Regions from separate parts of the Rattus norvegicus genome. Here region 1 is linked to region 2. A link is a contact called in public Hi-C data. All regions are on one chromosome and are shown on one strand. Each heading gives the region's core, a stretch centred on a gene start, on an enhancer-like site or on the middle of the called end of the contact. The rest is flanking DNA. Distances are from core to core; before and after follow the strand shown.

Region 1 (7,236 bases), core at 52-2,551, 220 kb before region 2:
AAAGAGCCCTTGCTTAATCACGACCCATGGGATGCCTGGAACTTAGGGCTTTTGCATTTGGTGCAACAGCTCGGACTGGTTAATCAAACACTGTTTTGAGCAACCACTTCGTGATGCAACTCATGAGGTAGAGCAGGAAACACAGACTCAAGGCACAGCCCCTGATCTACTGGTCGTTACGTTTATCACTTCTATGATAGCTGTGAGAAAAACAATTGACAGACAAAACCAGGAGCAAAGGCATACTGGTACAGAAGGGTCTGGCTAGGCAGTGTGAGTTCTAATTGGCATTGTGAGTCCAGAAATGGAACAGGAGGAATTCTGTAAGGAAATTGAGGTTTCTTGGAGTTTACTTTGAAACAACCGACAAAATTTGAATTCACTGGGAGCTGCCGGGAGAGTTTTGGAGGTGTGCAGAGCAGTGGCAGAGGTAGGAGATGCATTGGGCTGGCCTTGAACTCACTATGTCTGTGGCCAAGGATGAACCTGAACTTCTGACTCCTAGTGCTAAGTGCTGGGACTTCACACATGCAGCCCCATAGCAGATTTATGCAGTGCTGGGGAATCAAGCCTCAGGCCAAATGCATGATGGGCAAGCACTCTACCAAATGAGTAGTTGTGTTTCCAGCCCTTAAACACGTTTTTTATTGATTAATTTGATGTTCGGACATTTTATAGTATCTTTTGATTATTCTTTGGCAATTTTGTAATTCTTACCATGCATCCTGATTATAACCATCCCCGGCGATCCCTTGCCACTCCTTACACACCCTCCTTCCATGTTCACAACCCCTCCCAGCTTTAGAACTCATTGGGTCCTAGTGGTGCTGCCTGCTGGCAAGTTGGCTGCTTGCTGGCTTGGCCTTGTGCAGATCGCCGTAACTGCAGTATGTTTAAGAGTGCAGCAGCCATACTGGATCTAGGAAGACACTGTCCATGCAATCTTTCCAGACTCCATATGAGATTATTTTTCTCTAGCCAGCATTCCTTAGCCATGAGCTCCTTTCCTTACCCCACATTCCCTCTTTTGTATGTTCAAACTGAAACCATTCTGTGGGACTCTTCCCCACCCCTCCAGGAAGAGTCCTTGCAAGAACAAGAAGATGACTGGATTGTTTGGAGATGACTCATCTCTCTGAACCCAGGGTGTCTTCCAGGAGTTAATCACCGTGGGGCCATTTCTCCTGTCTGCAGTTCTGCAGCCGACCTTCACCGCCGGGCAAGAGGGCTGTGCGCAATGCATGTCCCTCCCCCTGCCACGCCCCTCTTCTCTTAAGCTCCCTTCTCCAGCAATTTCATCACTTCCTGGAATAGTCTGAACATCTGCAGTCTATTCACTGTTAATATTTAGCAAACATATGTCTCTAAGGCATGGGCCGAGCTGGAGGAAGATTGACAGCTCTAAGACTCCAAAAGCCAACTTCACAGGGTGACTCCCTGCTTCTGGAGGAGGAGACAGGAGAGCATCGGGCTGGTGCAACAGAGCTGAGACACGATGGAATCTGGCTTCACCTCCAAGGACACTTATCTAAGTCATTTTAATCCTCGAGATTACTTGGAAAAATATTACAGCTTTGGGTCCAGGCACTGTGCAGAAAATGAGATCCTCAGACATCTGCTGAAAAATCTTTTTAAGATATTCTGCCTGGGTAAGTTTGTCTGTCTAAATAAGAGTCACAGTGTGTCTCGGGGGATTACTGGACTTGTGTCTAGTCGTTGCTGTTAGACAGTCTCTTGGCAACACTTACCTATTCAATGAGAATAAAAGTCAATGTTGGCTAAGCTGTTTTACATTTTACAAAGTTATTTTATGTCTTTTGTCTTGTGTATGGTTGTGAAAGTGGAGGCCAGGGGCTCTGAGTACTATCTTTGTAGCTACAGGGACTTTCTAGGTGGCTTGAAGGAGCCACTTCACCTCACAGAACAGTTCAGAGATTCTAAGAGAGCTGGGTGTCGGGGGCACAGGACTCAAGAAAGGAAGATTGGCAGATCTAAGACTCCAAAGCCAACTTCACAGGGTGACGCCCTGCTTCTGGAGGAGGGGTCAGGAGAGCATTGGGCTGGTGTGTGGAGCTGAGACGGAATCTGGCACATCATCTCCAGCCTGGACTACATAGTGATTTTTCAGCCTTGTCCAAAAAAAAAAAAAAAAAAAAAAAAAAGAAAAAGAAAGAAGGAAGTTTAATTCTTCTATTCTTGATTGAAAGGAATATTTGTTTACTCACGAGGTAAAGATCTCCCCAAATATTAATTTTTTTAATTTATGCATCCATGTAAGCGTATGTGTACATGCCCCATGCTGGTGCATGCATGGGGCCAGGAGAGGACATCAGGTGTCCGATTCCACCACTCTCTCCACCTGTGTCTGTGGGCTTGTGTGCTGGCTAGACTGGAAGCCAGTAAGCCCCAGAGCCTCTCCTCTCTGCTCCTCTCAGAAATGGGATCACAGGTATTTGTGAGATCCTGACTTGTTCGCAGGTTCTGGGATCTGAATGCTGGCCCTCATTGCTGGACTATCTCTCCAGTTCTTAAATTCAGTTGTTACACAATAACAACAACAACAACAACAACAAAAACAAAAACAAAATGGCAGACTCTCAGTAAAGACAGTATAACTTCAGCTCTGCCTGTCCCCTTATGATGCCTGATTCCGCGCCCCTCTTCTATACCAGATGGTGTAAAGGGAGAACTCCTGATTGACATTGGCTCTGGCCCAACCATCTATCAGCTTCTCTCTGCCTGCGAGTCCTTCACGGAGATCATTGTCACTGACTACACAGACCAGAACCTCTGGGAGCTGCAGAAGTGGCTGAAGAAGGAGCCAGGAGCCTTTGACTGGTCCCCAGTGGTCACCTATGTGTGTGATCTTGAAGGCAACAGGTAGAGGGATGGGTATCTACTCTTCAACTTTCTGAAGGGAACTGGTTGTTTCTACCAGCCAAAAATATACCACTAAAATCCAGATGAAAGATGCAAAAGAAACTCAAAGACAGGGACCAAAGGGAACTCCAGATAGAGGATGAGAGCCCAGGAGAGTAGCTGGGCTGTCAAATGTACCACCTGAGTACTATTTTATTACCAGTTATCCGACACAAGGTGGGGGCTCTACGCGTACCTAATGCTCACACCACCAGAAATGGCAAAACATTGACAGGTTTTTTTTTAACCCAACAGAAAAGACATGAAGCAATTATGGGAAAAGAATTCATAACTCCCCATCCACAAAGTTAGAAACTTTGGGATCTGGGAGATGATCAGTGGATAAGGTGCTTGTCATAGAAGTTGTCCTTTCTCTAGTGTGTCTTCTTAGCATCTTTATTGAAAACCAACTGGCTACAGATACACGGCTTAATCCTAGACTGTCTGTTCTGTTCCATTATTCTGCATTTTCTGGGTTCTGTTGTTGTTTTTATTTCTGTATTTTTTTTCTGTGTGTAAATACCATGCTGGTTTGGTGACTATAGCTTTGTTGTTGCTGCTGCTGTTGTCAAAGTTAAGTAGTGTGTGATTTCTGATATTTTCTTGGTGCTATTTGGGCTTTGTGTGTGTGGTTTCCTAAAAATTCTAGAATTGTTTTCTAGCCCTGTCGTTAGTGTTTTAAGAGAATGCTATTGGGGCTGGGGATTTAGCTCAGTGGTAGAGCGCTTACCTAGGAAGCGCAAGGCCCTGGGTTAGGTCCCCAGCTCCGGAAAAAAACAAAAAAAACAAAAAAAAAAAAAGAGAATGCTATTGGCTCCACCGGTTGCTTTGGGTAGTATGGTTCCTCCTCTCAGTTCTTCAGATCTTTCCATTCTGTTGGTGTCTACACTATTCTCCATTGATGTTTTTCAGGGTAGAGATCATTGGCTTGTTTTAGCTAAATTCATTTGGAGGTTATTTACTTACTTATTTATTATAGCTGTTGAAATAAGATTGGTGTCTTGGTTTCTGTTTTAAATAATTCTCTATTGGGGCCTTAGATAGTCAGGTGAGGGTTCTGAAATGTCAGTGCTTCTTGGTTAATGGTTAAAGGAACTAACATCTATCCATCCATTTATCTGTCTACCCACCCATTCACCCATCCATCCATCCACCCAACTATCTATCCATCTATCCATCCATTTATCTGCCCATCCATCAGTCCACCCAACTATCCATACATCCATTTATTTGTTTATCCATCCATCCATCTATCTACCCATCTATTCATCCATTCACTCACCTATACATACATACATACATCCATCCATCCATCCATCCATCCATCCCTCCATTTATCCATCTGTCCATCTACACATCTATCCACTCACCCACCTATCCATTCATCCATCAATTGATTTATTCACCTGTCTACCCACCCATCTATCCACCCACTTGTTCATCCATTCATCCACCCACCCACCTACCTACCTACTCACCCACTCATTCATCCAACAAACCTCGATGAATAACTGTGATGCACCACATGACACTAGCTCTTAGGCTGGAGCAGAGAACGAGATAGGAGAAGACACCTTTCTGTCCTTTAGTTCCTATCAGAAGTCTGATAAATGTCTGATCATTTAGGGCCTTTGAGGTTACATTAAAGATTATGGTATTTAGTAACAAGTTGAAAGGCTGTTTTCATATGTCAATTTAACTTAGAAACCTCTTATACACCTAGCATAAGTAAAAATACATTTTCAAAAATGAAGGTGAATCTTACTATTCTTTTTTTTTTTTTTAATATGAAGTGTCTGATATTCCCCAGGACAGAATTAACTTGCTATAAGCATTGGACACTATCACAACGTATCAAGCAAACAAGGAATTTACCAGGATTGATAGAATTTCAGAGAAAATTTATTAAACAGAAATTCTCTGCCACTTTGAGACAACATATTTTTCTGAAATCCAGAGCACATGTCCTGAAAGCCGTGGGAGCTGCATTCCCGCTTTGCCTAGACATCACAGCTCACATCTCATTCAGAGATGAACCCTTCAGTCTAGCAAGATACTAAAAGAATCACTTATCTCCCAGTAGAATCATCAGCTCAGAACAATTGCCTCTTAAGACGCACTCCTGTCCCCCATCACTTGGCCCGGATGAGGAACTGTACTTTTGGCAGGGAGTTATCCTCACACCAGATCCAGCAGCTTCAACTGTTTTGAGAGAGATAGTGATCCCATTCAGCTCATGTCTCTCTCACATCTTCCAGTATCTCTATCAGCCTACAGTCCATTTCCCCCAAAATGATTTCTTCTTTATCTGGAGATATTTCTTGTGCTGATGGCTTCCAAGGACAATATGAGCTGGCTGCTTTCTTCGACTGCTTTGGGAGTGCAACTCAGACATTTAAAAATCTTTCACTTTACAATTATTTGAAAGTCTTAAACATTCGGTTACTAAACCCTCACTGTAAACCATGAGATATTAATATCATTAATACCCCGATCTGTCATGAGCAAGGAAAATGGACTCCTTTCTTAAGAAATGATATAAATAGGAGTTGGCCCGGTATTGGGAGCTTTAAGAGGCCTTGATGCTATCGCACGGGGGCCTGAATTCAGTTCCAAGCACCCACATTTCAGTAGCTCACAGTTGCCTATAACTCCAGTTTTAGAGGATCCCTCTTCTGGATTCTAAGGGTACCACCCCCCTACACACGCACATAAAAAAGAAAGAAAGGAAATTTAGAAAAGAAATCATGGAAATGTGAGCTAGCCTTAGCCCTTGGAACACATCGCTTAGCCTTGGGATCTCCAGATTAGCAGTTTCAATGTATCATGTAAGCAGTGTGTTTGAAATGCAAACTCTGGGGCTGCAGAGATGGCCCAGTGCCTAAGAACACTGGCTGCTCCTCCAGAGGACCCAGTGTTAATTCCCAGCATCCACGTGATGTTAATAACTGTTATCATTCCAGTTCCAGAGGATCTGACACCCTCTTCTGGCCCCCAAAGGCACTAGGCACACATGTTGGTGCTCAGACATACATTCAAACAAAACACACACACACACACACACACACACACACACACACACACACACACACACACACACACATGCTTATTTGGTTTGTTTTGTTTTAAGAAGGAAAAATGCAGACTTTAGGCCCCACCGTTCATGCACAGAGCTTGGGTTCCTCCTTCTATGAGATCTGCTGAGGTGACCGTGTGGGTAGGCAGGGGAACTACACCTAGAACTAAGATTCTTGCAGATGCACTGGGAGGCACAGGGGAGGGGAAGTGAGTTATGGGTATGCTGCACAAGCTCCTCTCTCCACCTCCCACACAGCCAGTGGGGCCTGGGGAGGACAGAGACTTCCAGGTGTCCCCTTAGAAAGCCTGAAACACTGAAGAGGTGACTGCTCTCCAAAGCCAGAGCTCTGCCTGCAGAGGTGAGTAAGGGTCGGGTATGGTGGTATATTTTTGTTATCCCAGCACTCAGGAGGCAGACAGCAGGAGCATCGAGTTCAAGACCAGCCTGGAGCCACAGGATGAAGCTGAGCCTAGCCAGGGCTGCAAAGCAGGTGTTTATCTCAGTACTTTATTAGTCTAGCAGTCTGACACTTTTATTTATAAGTTCATTACAATCATTTTTTTTATATTTTAAAAACCAAAGAAAAACACAAAAGGCCAGACTGTCACAAAACAAAATGAAACAGATATCATACTAACAACAATAGTTGGTACATAGTTCAAAATTATACACAACGGTGACAACTTTGTTCTTCAGGCCAGTATTGTGTTTGTTGCAAGTGTCTCTGGGTTTTCGAACCCACAAAAAGCTCGCTGATAGCACTCCTCCTCGGGATCTTGATGGTCACAGTGACTAACTGCCGACTGACTCTTTTATGGAGATGTCTCTCTTTCTCAGCGAGGCACTCTCCCATCTCTCAAGCACATTATCTCTCTGCAAATACTGATTGAATTGGTTAAGAAACCCTCAATTAGCCATTTCCATTCCATTATAAGCATCTGTTTATAAGTCTCAAAGGACCTGAAAGTCAGTGTACCCAGAATGAGTGATGACCCACTGGATCTCCTCCATAGCTAGTTTCCTGGCTCTTCCAATGACATCATCGGACAGTTAGTTGGACGACCCCAAAGCCTGGCGGTCAGTCTTGTCATTGCCCTCTTTGTTACGGACCACATCTAACCCAGGTCTAGCGTCTGTCCACTTTTCTTCCTGCGTGTTCCCTTTCATCAGTTTTATTCTTGAGATGCTTATCTCCCTCTGTATCCAAGCTGCCGTTCCTGAGGACGTAGACTCCCATC
Region 2 (7,599 bases), core at 4,180-6,679:
GAAAAAGGGAAGGGGAAAGAGGAGAGAAAAGAGAGAGAGGGATGTTCTATGATCATATAATGAGTTACTCAATTCTGAGTAACTATTTTGTACAAAATGTACCAATTTCAACCTAAAACTGAAACATGTAGAAAGGTAGAGGAGAAAATGACACATTCGCCTGGCGTGGGGCAAATAACAGATCCAGGCCCAGCTATGTCATGGAGATGGGAATTTTCTAGCAGAAGATTAAAAATCACTTTATAAAACTTTATTTTTGGACTGGAAACCAGGAAAGGAAATAAATAACATTTGAAATGTAAATAAAAAATATCCAAAAAAAAGGGGGTGGTGGTGGAAGAATGCAATGGGCTAAGTCAGGAAAACGATCTTGAAATCCTTATATTGTATAGGAAGTAGTATATTATTTGAACGTTCATCAATTAAACAAAACACTGACCTGGCTTTCGTCCTCTCATGGTCAGTGCTACACTGGGACCCTGAAAATAAGAAAGTCCTCACCAGATGCATCCTCTGGAGTCAAGATCCTCCCTGGAGTTACCCATGATAGTTCTGTGAGTCATTCAACAAAGTCATACAATGGCAGGATTCCTCAATAAGGTCAGTGAGTCAGATGACGTTCAGACCAAGGACACTTTGTTAGAACACCCATTTCAGGACAGTATCATAGAAGGTCATGGTGCTGTGGATTTGTGTTGGCTCCTCACCTGATCGATTGTCAAGTGTCAGGATTTCTCATCTGTCAAAAGTATTAAAGGATCAGCTGTGAGTCCCATGTTCACTCAAAGAAACAAAGACAAAGCATGCAGATTTTGACCAGTCACCCTGGAAGAGCTCCCGAACATTCCCCAGGTCACAGTCTGGAGGTGGCAGGTGATAGTATGAACACGTATGAACCAGAATAGAACTGAACTGAACAGAAGCTCCCACCGATGTCTACCAGCTGCTGCAGCTGCGATGTATAAATCATACTGTGTTCTCGATGCATGACTGTTGATATGCATAATGCTGACTCCCCAGGACTTTCTCCCTTGGTTAGCAGTCAAGGTTGAGGTGTATACGTTGTTCACCACGCCTGTATTCACCTGCTCTGTTTTTTATGCCCTTTTTATCAAAGGAGGCTGAGGATGGAGAGACGGTTGACCTTAGCAGTTCTCTACTCTCTTTTGATAGACTTCAGGACGCCTTTCGAAGCTCAAAGGCAGCTGGTGTCTAGCTGAACCCTTGAGTTTGGAACCAGTGACGTCAGCAATACTCCTGGGCATGGATGTACAAGAATGAACTCTTTCTAATCAGTGGAAGCCTGTGCAATGATCTGATTTGCTGCTGACTCAGACAGATTGGGATTGTTCCAGAGACAGATTTCTTCCCTTCCTGACTGCCCTCTCCCCACTCCCTTCCTTCCTGCCCTCTCCTGGTCTGCCTCCTCCTCAGTGCCTCTCTTCCTGCTTGCCGCTTCTCCCCAGCTTTCTCTTCCTGTCTCCTCCTCTCCCCTGTCTACCCTCCCTGCTTTCCTTATCTGTCTACCTCAGTCTCCCATGTAGTTGGGATTATAGACCTATACCATGAAGCCTGACATTCTTGAAATGTTGAAATTTGATAGAATTCAGAACCTTCAGTCTTTGTTTAAAATGGTAGCTGAGTAGAGACTCATGTCTTTAAAAAAGTGGTGTGAGTTGTTTATGTATTCAGGAATGTAATTCTTATCTGCAATCAGCCACCGTGAGCAAGCAAAGTACTTGGTTTTTGCAGTATCTCCAACCAAGGAAATCAGAAGCTTGTTCTTGGGTATATTCATGAGTTCTAACTTGCAAGATTAGGGTCATGTCCACAGAGAGATTATGTAGTGTGTTTTCTACACATCAAATTCAAGAGGGTCATCCAGCTTATAAACTTATATCAAGATGTTACATACAATTGTGGGTCCTAAAGAGGAAGTTTTGCTTGGCGAGAAATAGTTCTAAAATATTACACTCCAAGAATACTACAGACATTAGGATAAGAAAACAAATTCAGGGCCTGGATAGTCCAGTGGTTAAGAGCACTGCCTATATTTCCGGAGGATCCAGGTTCAATTCCCAGCTTCACATGATAGCTCACAGACATCTATAACTCCTGCCCTGGGGATCTAATGCCCTCTATTGGCCTTCATGGGCATTGCACTCATACAATTAAAAGGTTACAAAAGAAAGAGAGAAAGGAGGGAGGAAGGGAAGAAGAGAGGAAGGGTGGAAGAAACTCGAATGATTTGGAAAAATAAACGCTGCTTGCCTGCGTGTATGTGTATGTGAGTGTAGTTCCCTCAGAGGACAGAAGAGGGCATCGGACCTCCTGAAACTGAAGTTGGGGTTACTGACTTTTTGGCTAACTGCTGGGAATTGAACCCAGGTCCTCTACAAGAGCTTTTAATAGTTGAACCATCTCTCCAGCCCTCAATATCTATATCAAATGGAAATCCCAGCGATGGAAGAGGGGGAAAAACACCTCGGAGAAACGAAGGGCAGTTCATTATCTTCAAGTATACACGAAGGCGGAAAAGTCACTCAGATACCATATGGAGTCGCAAAGGAAATCTAGACAACTTGCAGATCTCTCATTTAAATATAAATAGGAATGAAAAGGTAAAGCATTTGGCAGTGAACAAAGACGAAAGCCCTTCATACAGAGTCTTGAACACGCGGCCAGATCATGTCAAGAAGGAAATCCATACATGTAAATGCAGTTGTGAAGCAGCAGTGTGACTAAACGGTTCTGACTTTGGCAGCACACACGCTAGAATGGGCAGGCGACGGAAGGTTTGCATGGCCTCAGTGCCAGGAAAAAGATCAAATAAACTAATTACACAAGTCAAGGGCAGAAAGGGACACAGTGAGCTGAGAAAAGTGGAAAGGAGGAGGTGGTGAATGTCAAGATTTCAATGCCAGTTACAATAGCAAGAAACAAAAATACAGGCCAACACAATACAAGCCGATTCTCAGAGGAAGAGTGGGGGAAAAAGTGAGCAACTTTCAAATAAAACTGAAAATTAATGATTAGGGGTGTAGAAAAGTGCCTGTCGCACATTACACAGGAAAGTTTTTAATCATGAGAGAAAATTGGAATAAATCATGCTAGCAACTAGCATAGTTTGACGTGGTGGCTCTAGTTTTTGACAAGATTGATTGGAGAATGTGACGATGTGCATGTGCTTAATAATTGTGCTGACGTCTAGTGTCAAACTCTTCTGAAAGAGTTAATTTTATTTTTAGTTATGTGCACAATGTGCTGGAGCCCTCAGAGGACAGGGCTTTGGATCCCCATGGAGCTGGAGTTCCGGGTGGTTGTGGGCCACCTGTCCGGGGTGCCAGTAAGCGAACCAAGGTTCCTCTGTAAGAGCCACGGTCTCCACTTCAGAGCCATTTCTCCAGCCCCTGAAAGTCCAACTCTGGCGTATACTGACTCGCCCTGGAGTGCTTTTCTGCAGTGCAGTCAAGAACACTGTAGTCACTGAGTCAAGGTCTCTGAAGAGACCTCCTATGTTGGGCCGTGTCTCCAGCTGCTGCTCCTGGTACCTCTCACAAGCACCAGAGGATTAAGTCACAGCTTTTTGCTTCCCAATATGACGACATAAGGAAAATGGCTCTTTACTTCTCCGGTGTTCTTTCCCTGATTCTACCAAAGCCAGCGTAATGAAGGGAGAAGCACCAGGCAAATCCTTCAGAGGAACCATCTGAGTGAAATACCTAACCAATGCTTTTCAAAAGTAGCCACTGAAGAGGAAACTTACTTGAAGGCTCTCCCCGCTCTGTGCTTTCCTGGCTGCCAAAGTGTGAGCTGTTCTTCTCTGCCGCACTCTCTCTGCTATAATGGATCCAAACCACTGAGTTATGAGCAGACACAGACCCTTTCCTCCTTAAGAAGTGTCTGTCAACTATCTTGTCATAGAGACGGAGACGCGTTTCAAAGGGACACCCACCCCTGTTTTATGCCAATGCTCACTTGTCGCACTGACGTTAAACATTTACCTGATCGAAACCTCTAGTGAGCAATGTAAATCCCAGAGCCACCACCAACTGCTTGAGACCTTTTCTTGTTCGCAGCCTAAAACTGCAGTTTTCTAGGACTCACCCCGGAAGTCCCGTCTGCAGGGAAAGGACTTCTGCTAAACTCCTTGTTCCTGGTACCGCCTTGCCAGACTAATTCTATCCAAGACATCTCCAGAGTCACCTTACGTATGTATCTCTCTTATAGAGACAGGTGGAGAGACGGTTTCCTAGCAACCTCTTGAGATGTAACTTGAGAGCCACCAAAATGGCCTTTATGGCTAATACTAACACTCTCAGGAGAAGAGCCTGTGCCCATACTTGAGTCGGTATCGGTATCGTTTTGCCCAACTCTCCTCCGGGAAACACACACTGTCACTTGGATGGGTCTCTCTCTCTCTCAACACTGAAGCCCATATGAAAAATCTTTCCAATAGCATTTCCAACCCTGCTTCGCGCTATCCCTTTTGTCCTGAGATTCTTTTCAGTGTTCGAGCTGTGAATTCTAGTTTGGCCTGGGTTGAGGGCCCTGAAAATCTCGGGGAGCTCCTCAGTGTGGGGCTGTTTCTGGCCCTGGCCACTAACAAAGCTACCTAAACATCCCACTCACTGAAAGGGGCCAGGCTTTACGCTTTCCTTTGCTTTTCTTTTGATCATTTCTATTTATTTCATGACTACTGTTTTATTTCTCCATAACCGTCTATTATTTTTCAGAAAAAAAATCCTCTTGTCTGCTTGTTTAAACTTTGCTGGTTAATAAGTTTGTAATGTCTTGCTCTCTCCCTCCTACACAGCCTCTGTCTGTGCGTTCTTCCATGCCCACATCCTTCTTTAAGAGAAAAACACCAGTCTTTAAGAGAATCATGTTTCAAGTGTTTTCAGTGAACCTGATTTCAGCGTTGTCAACCACCTGCTCTGCGTAGGAAACACATTTGATCTTTGTCCCTGACTCCAGACACGGAGCTCCTAAGGGTAAGATACGAGTGTTACCTGTTATTCGTAAGAAAATACTTAAGTCACACTGAGAGACTGACCCAGAGTGGGGCCTCAACACTGCCAGAAACACGATTAGAAATTAACAACGTTCTGTCACATTTCGGAGAGGCTCAGAGCAGCCAAGAGCAAGTGATAGATACTCTCCAACAGTGAAATGCAGGAGCGAATGCGTTGGCTAAGGCGCCTGTGTTCTGGAAAGATAGCATTTCTAGAAGAGTCTCGGGAGGTGTGGGCGACCCCCCCCCCACTCCTAGTCCCTCTCCCTGCGTGTGACTGCATTCACCTGCTTGCCTCTGCATCACTTATAATAAACCGGTCATAATAACTCGTGCACTTACCGAGTACCGTGGGGTGTCCAGTGAGATCCTCACAAGCAGTGCAAAGCACACGTCTCACTTTAAAGGGAACCTGAGACCGTTTATGCTTGAGTCAATTAGGAAATGTCAGTGACCCAGGGACAGAGTCCGGTTGTCCTGAATAAAGCGTTCCAATGTGGGAAATGTTTGTATAAAGTCTTTAATCAAACAAATCAAAGTACTTTCAAATACCTCTGTAGCAATGCTAAGCAGGAGGGTATCAGCAGATCTCGGAACAGCCCCTTTGCATTTTCAGATGCTAACTGATAAGGCATTCTCAGTGTTAGCTGATGGAAGTCAGTGGTCCGCTAAGTTAATACATTCCAGAGAATTTTTACTTGATAATGAGATCATTAATTCAGACAGGGATGGACCAAGGGGCAAGCTGGTTTGGCTCTGGATCTGCAACATTCCAACTTGTAACAAAAATGGAGTTCTAGTCAGTCAATCGGCCTGGCAGAATCTTTACGTGTAGATGTGACTTTTCGCCCCCTTGGAAGCGTCAGTTGACACAAAGATGAGGAGAGGGAGTTTGTATACCTCAGTGTTCAGAGGTTAATCCACATGGGATGGCTGTGTGCATTTGCAACTGTAGTGAACACTGTTGGCCACCTTGTGACCTGCAATCTTTACCTGGGGACAAGCCTGGCGTGGAGTGTCTATGCTGATTGTCAGAGTCACAGTTCAATAGAATTTTTGCATAACCACTGAATGTCCGTGAGTTACCTTCAGGCTGTTGGGTGAATGCCATTTGGTGTCAGAAAAAAAAAAAAAAAAAAAAAAAAAAAAAGCCTGGTTGCTGCCGCTGCAGAGAGCCCCTGGGCAGCACCCCACGAGCGAACCTGAGCCTCAGGACCACAGGTAAGACCAAATTTTCTGCTGCAAGAAAGCTGCCTGGTGAACTCAAGACACAGGCCCACAGGAACAGCTGAAGACCTGTAGAGAGGAAAAACTACACGCCCGAAAGCAGAACACACTGTTCCCATAACTGACTGAAAGAGAGGAAAACAGGTCTACAGCACTCCTGACACACAGGCTTATAGGTCAGTCTACCCACTGTCAGAAATAGCAGAACAAAGTAACACTAGAGATAATCTGATGGCGAGAGGCAAGCGCAGGAACCCAAGCAACAGAAACCAAGACTGCATGCCATCATCGGAGCCCAATTCTCCCACCAAAACAAACATGGAATATCCAAACACACCAGAAAAGCAAGATCTAGTTTCAAAATCATATTTGATCATGATGCTGGAGGACTTCAAGAAAGACATGAACACACTTAGGGAAACACAGGAAATCATTAATAAACAAGTAGAAGCCTACAGAGAGGAATGGCAAAAATCCCTGAAAGAATTCCAGGAAAACACAATCAAACAGATGAAGGAATTAAAAATGGAAATAGAAGCAATCAAGAAAGAACACATGGAAACAACCCTGGATATAGAAAACCAAAAGAAGAGACAAGGAGCTGTAGATACAAGCTTCACCAACAGAATACAAGAGATGGAAGAGAGAATCTCAGGAGCAGAAGATTCCATAGAAATCATTGACTCAACTGTCAAAGATAATGTAAAGCGGAAAAAGCTACTGGTCCAAAACATACAGGAAATCCAGGACTCAATGAGAAGATCAAACCTAAGGATAATAGGTATAGAAGAGAGTGAAGACTCCCAGCTCAAAGGACCAGTAAATATTTTCAACAAAATCATAGAAGAAAACTTCCCTAACTTAAAAAAAGAGATACCCATAGGCATACAAGAAGCCTACAGAACTCCAAATAGATTGGACCAGAAAAGAAACACCTCCCGTCACATAATTGTCAAAACACCAAACGCACAAAATAAAGAAAGAATATTAAAAGCAGTAAGGGAAAAAGGTCAAGTAACATATAAAGGGAGACCTATCAGAATCACACCAGACTTCTCGCCAGAAACTATGAAGGCCAGAAGATCCTGGACTGATGTCATACAGACCCTAAGAGAACACAAATGCCAGCCCAGGTTACTGTATCCAGCAAAACTCTCAATTAACATTGATGGAGAAACCAAGATATTCCATGACAAAACCAAATTTACACAATATCTTTCTACAAATCCAGCACTACAAAGGATAATAAATGGTAAAGCCCAACATAAGGAGGCAAGCTATACCCTAGAAGAAGCAAGAAACTAATCGTCTTGGCAACAAAACAAAGAGAATGAAAGCACACAAACATAACCTCACAT

The links. Hi-C and Micro-C count contacts between places; a contact is called where the count stands out from the background.
Region 1: a contact with region 2 is called in a Hi-C map of liver, with 4 times the contacts expected there. The contact joins the promoter of Nnmt here to the promoter of Nxpe4 in region 2. A contact is called at or near these places in 2 of 12 Hi-C or Micro-C datasets (both in liver).

Annotation. Positions count from the first base shown.
Region 1 is chr8:57,837,239-57,844,474 of GRCr8, reverse strand. Nnmt (nicotinamide N-methyltransferase) reads left to right here and starts at 1,301. Exons shown (of 3, transcript NM_001106819.1): 1 at 1,301-1,649; 2 at 2,673-2,880. The coding sequence starts at 1,496. LOC120094143 (a long non-coding RNA gene) reads right to left here. Exons shown (of 3, transcript XR_005488152.2): 3 at 6,492-6,880.
Region 2 is chr8:57,616,868-57,624,466 of GRCr8, reverse strand. It overlaps Nxpe4 (neurexophilin and PC-esterase domain family member 4), which reads right to left and starts at 5,429. Exons shown (of 7, transcript NM_001025055.1): 1 at 5,357-5,429; 2 at 440-739.